Linked DNA regions of Mus musculus: region 1 is linked to region 2. The links are chromatin contacts, called in public ChIA-PET maps. All regions are on one chromosome and are shown on one strand. Each heading gives the region's core, a stretch centred on a gene start, on an enhancer-like site or on the middle of the called end of the contact. The rest is flanking DNA. Distances are from core to core; before and after follow the strand shown.

Region 1 (5,180 bases), core at 875-3,374, 910 kb before region 2:
TTAAATCTACATCTCCTACTTCACTCTCTGTAGCCTACAGAAAGAAATTTCAACCACAACTTTGGAAACTTATCAATGCTAGATATCGTAAGAACTAGGAAGCTTCAAAAACTACCATTCACAGAAGATGAAAATGTCTTTCCAAAAGTAAAAAACATTTAGAATACTTTTAATACTATGCTCCTGATCTATACTGTAAATGAAAAGGCATGAATATTAAGAGTTACTACAGTAAATAGTGAGTTGAGCACAGGAAATCCATAATTATAAAATAAGCAATCAAAATGAGTAGTAGTGGAGATTATGACAGCTTCATCTAAGGTCTTACATGCTTTCTGCCCTCTTTCATAGTCAGTTATTCTCTTATTAATCTCCTTTCCTGAGCCCAAAGATTCAGGGAACATCACAGAAGAGAAGGCAGTAAGAGCCTGAAGATGGGGACAAGTGCTCTGAAATACTTCCTTTGTATATAACATGTTGTACTCATGAACTCATAGCAACTGTGGTTACCCACATAAGACCTATATAAGACCAAGGAAGTATAAAATATCCAGCATAATATGGCACTGTTATTTAGAAGTACTCTGGAATAAAATTAAGTCAGTATAAAAAAAACAAAACTCCATTATAGAGTTGCTCCCGAGGCCCCAGTCGTAGCTGAGGATCTATAAAGAAGGTGTAGAAAAGTCACTTTTCTATGAGGGGTAGACACTGGCAGGTTCCTTGTGCTGCAGTAGGATGTATAAATATGTGTGTATGTGACCATAAATACAAGTTTCAAAGAGTTAAAAATAGGAACAAAGCTAAAAATGAACAGGAAGAGGAGAGGCAGGGAAATGGGAAGGAGAACTCTTGAGTAAGAGAAGCAGAACCAGAAAGAGCAATGAAGCAACAGAAATACAACATACTGGGCAGAGAAAGAGTGCCAGCAACAGGATCACAGAGAAGAATGGAGAAAAAACAGGTAAGCCATAGGACACAAAACGACCTTAGAGACAGGCAGGAAAGAAAGCCGTATCTGCAATTACAGCCTCCCTGCTGTCAGAACTGCTTCCACATTTTCTCTGTGGGCCAGCATATTAATCTTCTGGCCTTTGTTAATTCACATTAGGGCTCAGATGACAACTTAGTCTTGCTTTATGCACAATTTATAGTGCCTTTGGATTCCTCTTTATTTTTAAGTAGTTAATAATCCAGAATGAATATACAATGAGCTCCTTTAAGACTAGAAAAGATGGTTTGTAACAGTCTGCTGCTATGGCCTGGACCATTATCCTCTTTTCCTTTTTGAGACAGGGTTTCATGTGGCCCAGATGGGCCTTGACCTGTAGCCAAGAAGGCCTTTAAACTTCTGATCTTCCTGCTGCCATTTAGGATTATAGGTATATGCTCCTATGCTCAGTTTATGAAGTGCTAAGGTTGAACCTAATGGTAACGGTAAGCACTCTACTAACTGGGCTACATACATCTTCCTCCCTTTTCAACAGTGCTAGGCATCAAATATAGGGCCACCCAAGGCTCCTTTAGCCAAGGCATATCCCCAGATCCTAAAACTTTTTAAAAAAGAGTTATTCATTTATTTATGAATATGAGTGGTGCTCTGTCTTCATGAACACCAGAAGAGGGAATCACATACCATTAAAAATGGCTGTGAGCTACCATGTAGGTGCTAGAAATTGGACTCAGGATTTCTGGAAGAGTAGTCAGTACTCTTAACCATTGCACTATCTCTCCAGCCCATAAAAATTATAACTATTTTCATTATATGTATATGAATGTTTTGGCTACATGTATTGTAAGTAAACTGCATGTGTGCCTGGTGTCCACAGAGGTCAGAAAAGGGCATCTAATTCCCTGCACTGGGGTTATTGATGGTTGTGAGCTGCTATATGGAGCTAGGAGCCAAAATCACAAGTGCTCTTACATGGAGCCATCTCTCCAACACCCTAAAAATTCTTAATAGAAAGAAATCTTAACTTCAAGATGATGGTGCTGGAAGGTGGAGCCTCTGAGCAGCTAAAACCTCACCAAGTTATTAGAATCCTCATGAATGGGTAGTGCCTCACGGGTAGTACTATACGAGGCCAGAGGAAGCCCATCCAACCTTTCTTCCATATGAGGAAATAGCTAGATGGTGCCATCTACAGATCAGAAAGAGATCTTTCACAGGATAGCAAATTTGTCATTACTGTAATTTGGAATTCCCAGCATCTAAAACCATGAAAAGTGAATTTCTACTGTTTGTGAGCTACCCAGTGCACGGCATTTTTTTTTGAAACAGCAGCTTGAATGGACTATGATAGTATCTCATATACAATATCCTATTCTGTAACCAACATGTACTTTAAAGCAAAAAGAAGGATTCTCATTAACTGTAAAATGAACAGATGAATAAATTTAACTATATGTGGTGGCTCACGCTTACAATCCCAACATATGAAAGACTGAATCCCTGAGTTCTAGACCAGCCCAGAGTAACACTGGTGGTTGGCATGGTTAAGAGAGTAAATATGAAGACTCAAATGGAAGAGATGGACAATGGTCGACTAAAAGGAGCAGAATAATCACAGGATTAGAATGATAATATTAAGAGATGGTAGGAGACTCACTTTTGTAGGATAGTTAGCAAACTGAGCCCGCCCTAGGCAGATCATTAAAAAGATTATGATAAATAGGTTAAGCACAGGGGTCTAGTAGGACAAGGATTAAACCTCTCTTGGTTTTCCTTTCCTGTCACATGTACTTTGTACATATAATGCGGTGAGTACAAGCTGACTCTACGATGAGTTGGCCTTCACCAAATAAACCATCAGAGAATATCTCTTTCCTGTTTGCAACTAAACATGAAGCTACAGTAAAAGGTGCCACATGTTTAATGAAAATGTTATACAAACTTATAAAAACCACATTTAAAATTGAGGTTTAAGTGTTAAGCCAGCACTTCATATTTTCAATGCTTTTCCTTTCAGCATCATCATGTCCAGGTTCCCTTTTCAGGGACCATTCAGCTTTTAAGCTCATCTTGTCTTCTTGGTCAGAGGAGAATTTTGTGCAATGAAATCTTCCACAATTCTGCAGTCCAGGATAGCCCTGTCCATTTCTCTCCTCTGCCTTACAGACCAACATTTTAGTTAGCAGAGATATTTTGCCATTTACCTTGAAACCAATACTGGTATTTACTTCAAATATTATTCACCTTGAATTTTTTTCTAGATTACTTCTAAGTACCACAGTGCTTGACTCAGCAAAAGAAACAAGATCAGTAAAAACATAAACTCCCATCTGCATAAATTTATTCTGATAATAAATACACACAAAACACCAAAAACACAGCTAAGAAAAAGCATGCTGAGGGTCCAGCAGCATGTACTCTTGCCATGAAGCAGACTCTAAGTGCTGTAGGAAACTAATGGAATACAGAACCAGATGGCAGATGGTAGTGGGAAATGAAAGGCTTGAAATTCGTAGTTTGGTAAGAGCGAAGCACTGAAATTTCATTAATAGAATACTATTTAAGCCATCACATTCTTGCAATTTGTTTCAAGTAGGAGTTTAAATTAAATGGCACTGTATGTGGGTAGTGGGTAACTTAGCCTTGGACAAGGGCATAGATGGTGTCTTTTTGTATTTGTATTTTTCCTAGGATTAATACTACAGATTAAACCCCAGGACCTTGTTCATACCAGGCAAGCACTCCACTGTCAGATCACAAATTCTCTAGCTGCCTTTTTCTTCCAGAAACGAGGCCACAGCTCGGAGCAGCTCAGCCTCTGGTCAGACCTGGTAAGGAAGCTCACTGTGCAGCTCTTCTACTTCTCCCAGCTACAAGCTGCATTTATGTGCTGCCTAGTGCCTGCCTTCAAGCTGCAGGATGAAGCTTGTCTACCCTGTTCATCAGAGAAGCTAAAAGAATCAGCGCCCCCACCCTTCCCCTTCTCTCTGGATTTCAAGTGCAGGTTCTCTCGCATCCCTCCTCACTTTCGGGAACCCAGTCATGCTCTACAGCACGGGAGTTATAGCTGATTACAGCTTTGCTCAGGATCTGAAGAAATGCCCTCCTCTTCCCTGCAGGCTCTATAATGCTTCCTATGGTCTGATATTTTTTTTTTTCTTGTCTAATGTTCTTTCATTTTAAGGCTTGATAATGCCTCCTTTATACACCATGGTCATGGGGGTGGGAATCCTTCCTCTCTCCAGATCATAGCCCTTTCTGAAGGAAAATTTTGTGCCAGCTCCTTTTTGCAAATCTACATTTTTAAGTAACATCTATCACCGAGTGACACCCCTACTGAACAGATGATATTCCTAACAGAAAATTGAAAGACCGGTGGCTAAAGAACATTTAGCAGAACAAAGCTAATTGGGGAAGGGGTGGGGGGAAGCAGCAGCTCTAATAGAGATATGGTACCAAAGTCTGGTAACATGGTAACATGAGTTGAAAGTTAAGGGATTCTTACAAGTCTGTTTCTTTTCCACACAGATGGGGGAATGAATGGCTTTGTGCCTTAGATTACTTAAGAGTGAGTTAAGACAAATGCCTAGAGACAGCACTATAGTTAAGAGCATACATATATTACTCTTCCAGAGGACTTGAATTTGGTTCCTGGCACCTAAGTTGCTTGGAACAACCAGTAAGTCAAGATCAAGGGGATCTAATGTAATGCCCATTTCTGGCTTCCAGGAGCACTACACTCAAGTATACAACCCATACATAGAGACACATTTTGTGTTCTAAACAAATCAAAAAATTTTTTAAAAAGACAAATGTATTTGTTCAAGAGCTATTGCTTTACAATTGTCCAGCTGTTAAATAAGACTAAAGTTAATAGAAAAAAGGATCTAGAAAGAAGCACTTCATATTCTCCTGTACATTCTTGAAAGACATGTAAACACTCTAAGAACATTCTAGCATTTTAATGGATACATTGAGTTAAAATTTAAGATAATCTGATAAAAAACATTCACTTTGGAACCTTACTTGTAATCTTCTTTTTAAACAGTGGAAAATGTTTTTGTTTCTTTAAGCCCAAAGGCTTTTGTTTTTAAACCAAAAAAAAAAAAAAAAAAAAATCAAAAGGCAGCAGTGCCTAAGAGTATGTAGCCTCATACTTGGCTACACAGTGCTTCTAGTATAGTACTAACCCCAACTCTCCAAAGTAAAATACTTGCATCATTTCACA
Region 2 (5,324 bases), core at 2,494-4,993:
AATCAATCTAGGAAAAAAAAACCCTAGAAAGAGTGAAAAAAAAAAAAAAAAACCAAACACACACACACACACACACACACACACACACACACATACATGAACAATATGAGATAGGAAATTCCAAATTGACCAGACAAGTTAACTAACTCACCTATTAAAAAGACTCATAGCTAATCCCAGCACTTGGGAGGCTGAGGCAGGAAGATTTCTGAGTTCGAGGCCAGCCTCGTCTACAGAGTGAGTTCTAGGACAGCCAGGACTGCACAGAGAAAAACAAACAAATGAACAAACAAACAAAAAAGACACATAGCATAAAACTGTATCAAAGATATTTGCCATCTGTTTTCAAAAGATACTCAACATAAATGACAAAGAAAACAGAACGAAGACTAGCCAAGAGTTAGCTCAGTTACCAGACTGTGTTAATGGAGACAAGCGATCAGAAAGCATTAGAAAGATGCATAGGTTCCTGTGGACATAAGATAGCATCTCGTGGCAGCTTAGCTTTTCATCACATTAATTTTGGTTCAGGTAAAACCAAACGTTTTCCAGAAGTACTTTACCGAGAATTGGGGACTTGGCTGATTGGAACTTTGAGCCATAATTTTTTCTTTTTTGGTCATTTTGACTAGAAAACCTTTACTATTACAAGGTAGAATTGTGTGTGTGTGTGACAGAATGTAACTACCATGACATATCCATTATTTTTTTTCAGTTAACTATTTTGTTCTGAACTGTTTTTTTTCAAAACGTGTGCTTTGTGCATACTTACGAGAGGTTCACATGCTGTTTTCCCAGAGTATCAGAGTGGTCCAGAATTCAGTTCCTAGCATCCACATCAGGGACCCAACACACTCTTTAGCTCCCAACATGTGCACATAACCACACACATACATATAAGTTCATATTTTTAAATACCATGCTACTAATATTCACATATGAATCTCAAAATTCTCCTCCTCCTTCTCCGCCTTCTTTAAGATTTATTACATATTTATTATACGTAAGTACACTGTTGCTGTCTTCAGACACTCCAGAAGAGAGCGTCAGATCTCCTTACGGATGTTTGTGAGCCATCATGTGGTTGCTGGGATCTGAACTCAGGACCTTCAGAAGAACAGTCAGTGCTCTTAACCACTGAGCCATCTCTCCAGCCCTCAAAATTCTTCTTAAATTAAAAGCATTATCATTATAGAAATATTGTTTAATAAGCATTTTTGTCTCCTGATTTCAAGGTTTACATTCAGAATTTCCTGAGTCCCTCAAATTCCCTTCACTTTTTGTTTTTTGAGACAAGGTCTCATTGTAGCTGTGGCTAACTTGGAATGTCTTACACGCGTTCTCGACCGGCCAGGAAAGACGCAGCAAACCAGAATCTTCTGCGGCAAAACTTTATTGCTTACATCTTCAGGAGCAAGAGTGCAAGAGAGCAAGAGCTCTATTGCTTACATCTTTAGGAGCCAGAGCGCAAGAGCGCTAGAGTGCAAAGGGCAAAAGCAAGAGCCAGAGCAAGAGTGCAAAAACGCAAGAGTGCAAGAGAGCAAGAAAAAGAACAAGAACAAGAAAGCAAAAGAGCAAGAAAAAGAACAAGAAAAAGAACAAGAGCAAGAGAGAGAAAATGGCAAAACCCCGTCCCTTTTAAGGAGAATTATCCTCCGCCTAGGACGTATTACTCCCTGATTGGCTGCAGCCCATCGGCCCAGTTGTCATCACGAGAAAGGCAGAACACATGGCGGGAAAACTGCCCCTGCACGTGTGCAGATTATGTTTACCACTTAGAACACAGCTGTCAGCGCCATCTTGTAACGGCGAATGTGAGGGCGGCTCCCCACAGGAATGTGCAATGATCCTCCTGCCTCAGCTTCCCTAGAACAGGGATTACAGGCTTGTCTCACCAGGTCTGTCTGGCTTCTTCTTTTTCTTGAAAAAAAAAAAATTAAAGCATGAAGCCAAGTGTGGTGGCTCACACCTTTGATCCCAGCACTTGAGAGTCAGAGGTAGGTGGCTCTCTCAGTTTGAAGCCAGCTTGGTCTACATAATGAGTTCCTGGCTGCCAAGATTACACGTCACAAAATGACAATGGAAAAATTAAAATGTAATTATATCATTTCCCCCTTCCCTTTTCTCCCTTCAGCCCTCTCATGTTCTGTCTCCCCTTTACTCTCTCTCAAATTCATGGCCTCTTTGTTATTTTACACACACACAAACAACCTACCGAGCCAGTTAGTGTTACTTGTACACATATGATTTCAGGGCTAACCACTTGGTATTGGATAACCAACTCCTCCCCAGAAAAGACCACCTCTTCTCTTCTCAGCAGTTAATTCCATTGTAGTTCTCTATGGGCTCCCTTTCCATGTCAGCATGTCTACTGATGCTGTCCTTGTTCAGGTCTTGTTTAGGCAGCCATATTGCTATGGTATCATGTGTGAAATTTTCTGTCATTTCTAGGAGACACAATCTCACAGGTTTCCTGGACCTCTGGTTCTTACAATCTCTTCACCCCCTCTTCTGACATGTTCTGTGAGCCTAGGTCCAAGAGTTGTGCTGTTGATCTATGAATCAGGGCTGGGCACGCCAGGCCAGCCTTTTATTTTTGTATGAGACAGGGTCTCACTCTTAGTCCACACTTAACAGTGAAAGGCATCCTCCTGCCTCAGTCACTCACCTGAGTGCAGGAATTACAGGTTTGAGCCTCCATAGCCAGCCCCTTTCTACCTAATTCCTACCTTGTGACCTTGTTGACAGGAGCGGACTTTCTTCCTACTTATAAGAACCCTGTCTTGGAACAGCATCTGGTTTTGGGTCCACAAACTTTTGGTCTTAAACTCCTTTTGCACTTTTAAATACTGCTGAGGGTGGAGGCATTGTATATGTTACTAATAGTTCAGTGGCAAAACTTTAAAAAAAGCCTACACACACATATATACTTTGTGTATTGCCTGCATGTATTACAGCATGTCTATGCCTGGAACTCAGGGAGGTCAGAAGAGGGTGTTAGATCCCCTGGAACTGGAATTACAGATGGTTGGGGCCACCATGTGGGTGCTGGGAATTGAACCCCGACAATCTGCAAGAGCAAGTGCTCTTAACCACTGAGCCACCTCTCCAGCTCACAAAACCATTAGCTCTGCAAGGATCTCAACACAAGCCTATGTAAGCATTAACTAGCAACATTTACAGCTTAGTAGAAATGAAAACTGATTTATTCTAAAGGAAAAATATATACAAGAGTGCAGTCTATTGTAATGGCAGCACCACAGTCACGTGATCAAGAGAAACTACTCGCCACTATAAAGTGAAAAACCAAAAAAAAAAAAAAAAATAATAATAATAATAAAAAGTGACAGTGAAAAACGCTGTTAAACAGTACTGTCCGTACAGTAGATGTCATTAACAAACCACTAACTGGGGTCTCCGACTGCACCCCAGCCTACCCATGCGGTCCAGGGATCCAAATGTGGACGTAAAGTATGGTCTTCGCTACTTAAGATGGGCTAGGAGGCTCTGTAATAGCGACGCTTGGAAGACTGAGGCAGGAGAATCGCAAGTTCGAGCCTACAGAGCTAGACCCGATCTCAAAACGTCAAAGCAAACAGTGATAGGTGGCAGCTGCCTCCCTGCCCAACTTCTAAAAGACAACAGCTACTCGTCCTGCTCGTGTTGCTTAGGACTCCCACTTCCCGGCATGCCCCGGGCGTGCGAGAGGCGTGGACAAGTACGCGCCCGCCCCCACGTGACCCCAGGTCGTGCGAGGCGGGAATGTGCGAGCTTACGGTTGCTGGCTCGCTTGGCTTTTCTGGGCTGTGCAGACCCTAACCGGCCCGCGCCCTCCCGGGAAACCGAAGCCCGCGGGGCCGGAAGTGCTCTCGCCACCGGAGCTCCTGCTCGCAGCGCGTGTTCGGAACTTTTGGGTCCTCTCGCGGCGTTCCTTCCCGGCTTGCCCAGCTTCCGCCTTGAGGTTAAAACTCGCCCCTGGCACTGAGTAAAGGAACGTGGTGCAAACATGTCCCGGATCGAAAAGATGAGCATTCTGGGCGTGCGAAGTTTTGGGATAGAGGATAAAGATAAGCAGATTATCTCTTTCTTCAGCCCCCTCACAATTTTGGTTGGACCCAATGGGGCGGGGAAGACGGTAAGTCCTGAGGCGAGGGCCCCAGAAGGTGTTTAGGGCGTCGCCCTGCGCGCTGCGTGGGCCTCGGGGACCTCAGAGCCGGTCCGGCCCAGCAACTCGGAGTGTCGGAAGCCCACGCGTGCGCTCCGCTCTGGCATCTCGTTCCCGGGGAAGGCCGGCTGCGCCCCTGCTTCCCAGCCCCGCCCCCTAGTTCCGGAAGCGTAGCAGACTCTCGCCACCTACCTGTGCCCAACTGGGACCTCCCAAAAGCCCCTCCAAAAAGCTTTTTTTTTAAATATGAGAGATAGGTAACCTAGAGTTGCAAAACATGTCTACTGGTAAAACATAACGATGGAAAAAAAAAGACTTATTGTGGACATGAAGCTGATAGAGTAGCCCTAACGCTGGAAAATTATTTTATTACTTCTGAAGATTTGGGCAATGCGTTGTGACACACTCGTTTAATCCTAGATTGGCAGAGACATGCCCATTTCTATGAGTTTGAGGCCAGTTTGATCTACACAATAAGTTGCAAGATAGCCAGAAATACCAACTTGGATGTTGAATGTCAGGAGGTGGACTTTTATGTGGAAATGTTACTTGACATTGTACCAGGTCTGTTCTTAGCCTTGATCTCCTGGAAGGAAGACATAATAAAGCGCTTATAATCACTAGCTACATGTATACATATTTTTTGCTATTATTTAATTTATTTATTTTGGACACAGCATCCCACATAGCTTAGGCTGACCTGATCTTCTTGTCCACCAAATGCTAGAATTGTAGATACACACCTCCACACCTGGCTGTGAATGAATATTTGTCATAAACTACTGTGGTTCTCATCACTAAATAACACACAACTTGCTCTTTTTTTAGACCATCATTGAATGTCTAAAGTATATTTGTACTGGAGATTTCCCTCCTGGAACCAAAGGAAATACATTTGTTCATGATCCCAAGGTAATGGTGTCTGTAAAGTTTTGTATTTTAAGAATTAAATTTTTATAATTCTAAAAGTAGTGGTTGCTTATTGTAGAGGACCTTAGAGTGGAAAGTATGCAGAGAAGATGGTCACCTGCAGTGGACGCACCCAGTGATAACCATTGTTGGCATTTTTATTTTCCTATGTACTGTTTAACCCAGCAGAGATCATAGTCCTATCTAATGGTACATTTCGGGGTTTTCCCCCCAGAGCACTGTCATACAG

What was found. ChIA-PET counts read pairs in DNA pulled down with a chosen protein or histone mark.
Region 1: a contact with region 2 is called in an RNA polymerase II ChIA-PET map of memory CD8 T cells, with 8 read pairs. The contact joins the enhancer-like site here to the promoter of Rad50 in region 2. A contact is called at or near these places in 1 of 39 promoter capture datasets (liver), 2 of 115 datasets of contacts at active chromatin or transcription factors (bone marrow-derived macrophages and memory CD8 T cells) and 1 of 9 other capture datasets (liver).

What each region holds. Positions count from the first base shown.
Region 1 is chr11:54,614,740-54,619,919 of GRCm38.p6, reverse strand. Rapgef6 (Rap guanine nucleotide exchange factor (GEF) 6) reads right to left here. Exons shown (of 29, transcript NM_001252494.1): 8 at 1-34. Among named protein-coding and RNA genes, the nearest start is that of Rapgef6, 94 kb to the right of the region's middle. Within about 2 kb of position 2,124, at least 18 of the 459 cell types and tissues checked have an H3K27ac peak or open chromatin away from gene starts, as enhancers often do. A contact at or near this core is called in bone marrow-derived macrophages and memory CD8 T cells, where this site is marked.
Region 2 is chr11:53,705,738-53,711,061 of GRCm38.p6, reverse strand. It overlaps Rad50 (RAD50 double strand break repair protein), which reads left to right and starts at 3,743. Exons shown (of 25, transcript NM_009012.2): 1 at 3,743-4,135; 2 at 4,994-5,077. The coding sequence starts at 4,007.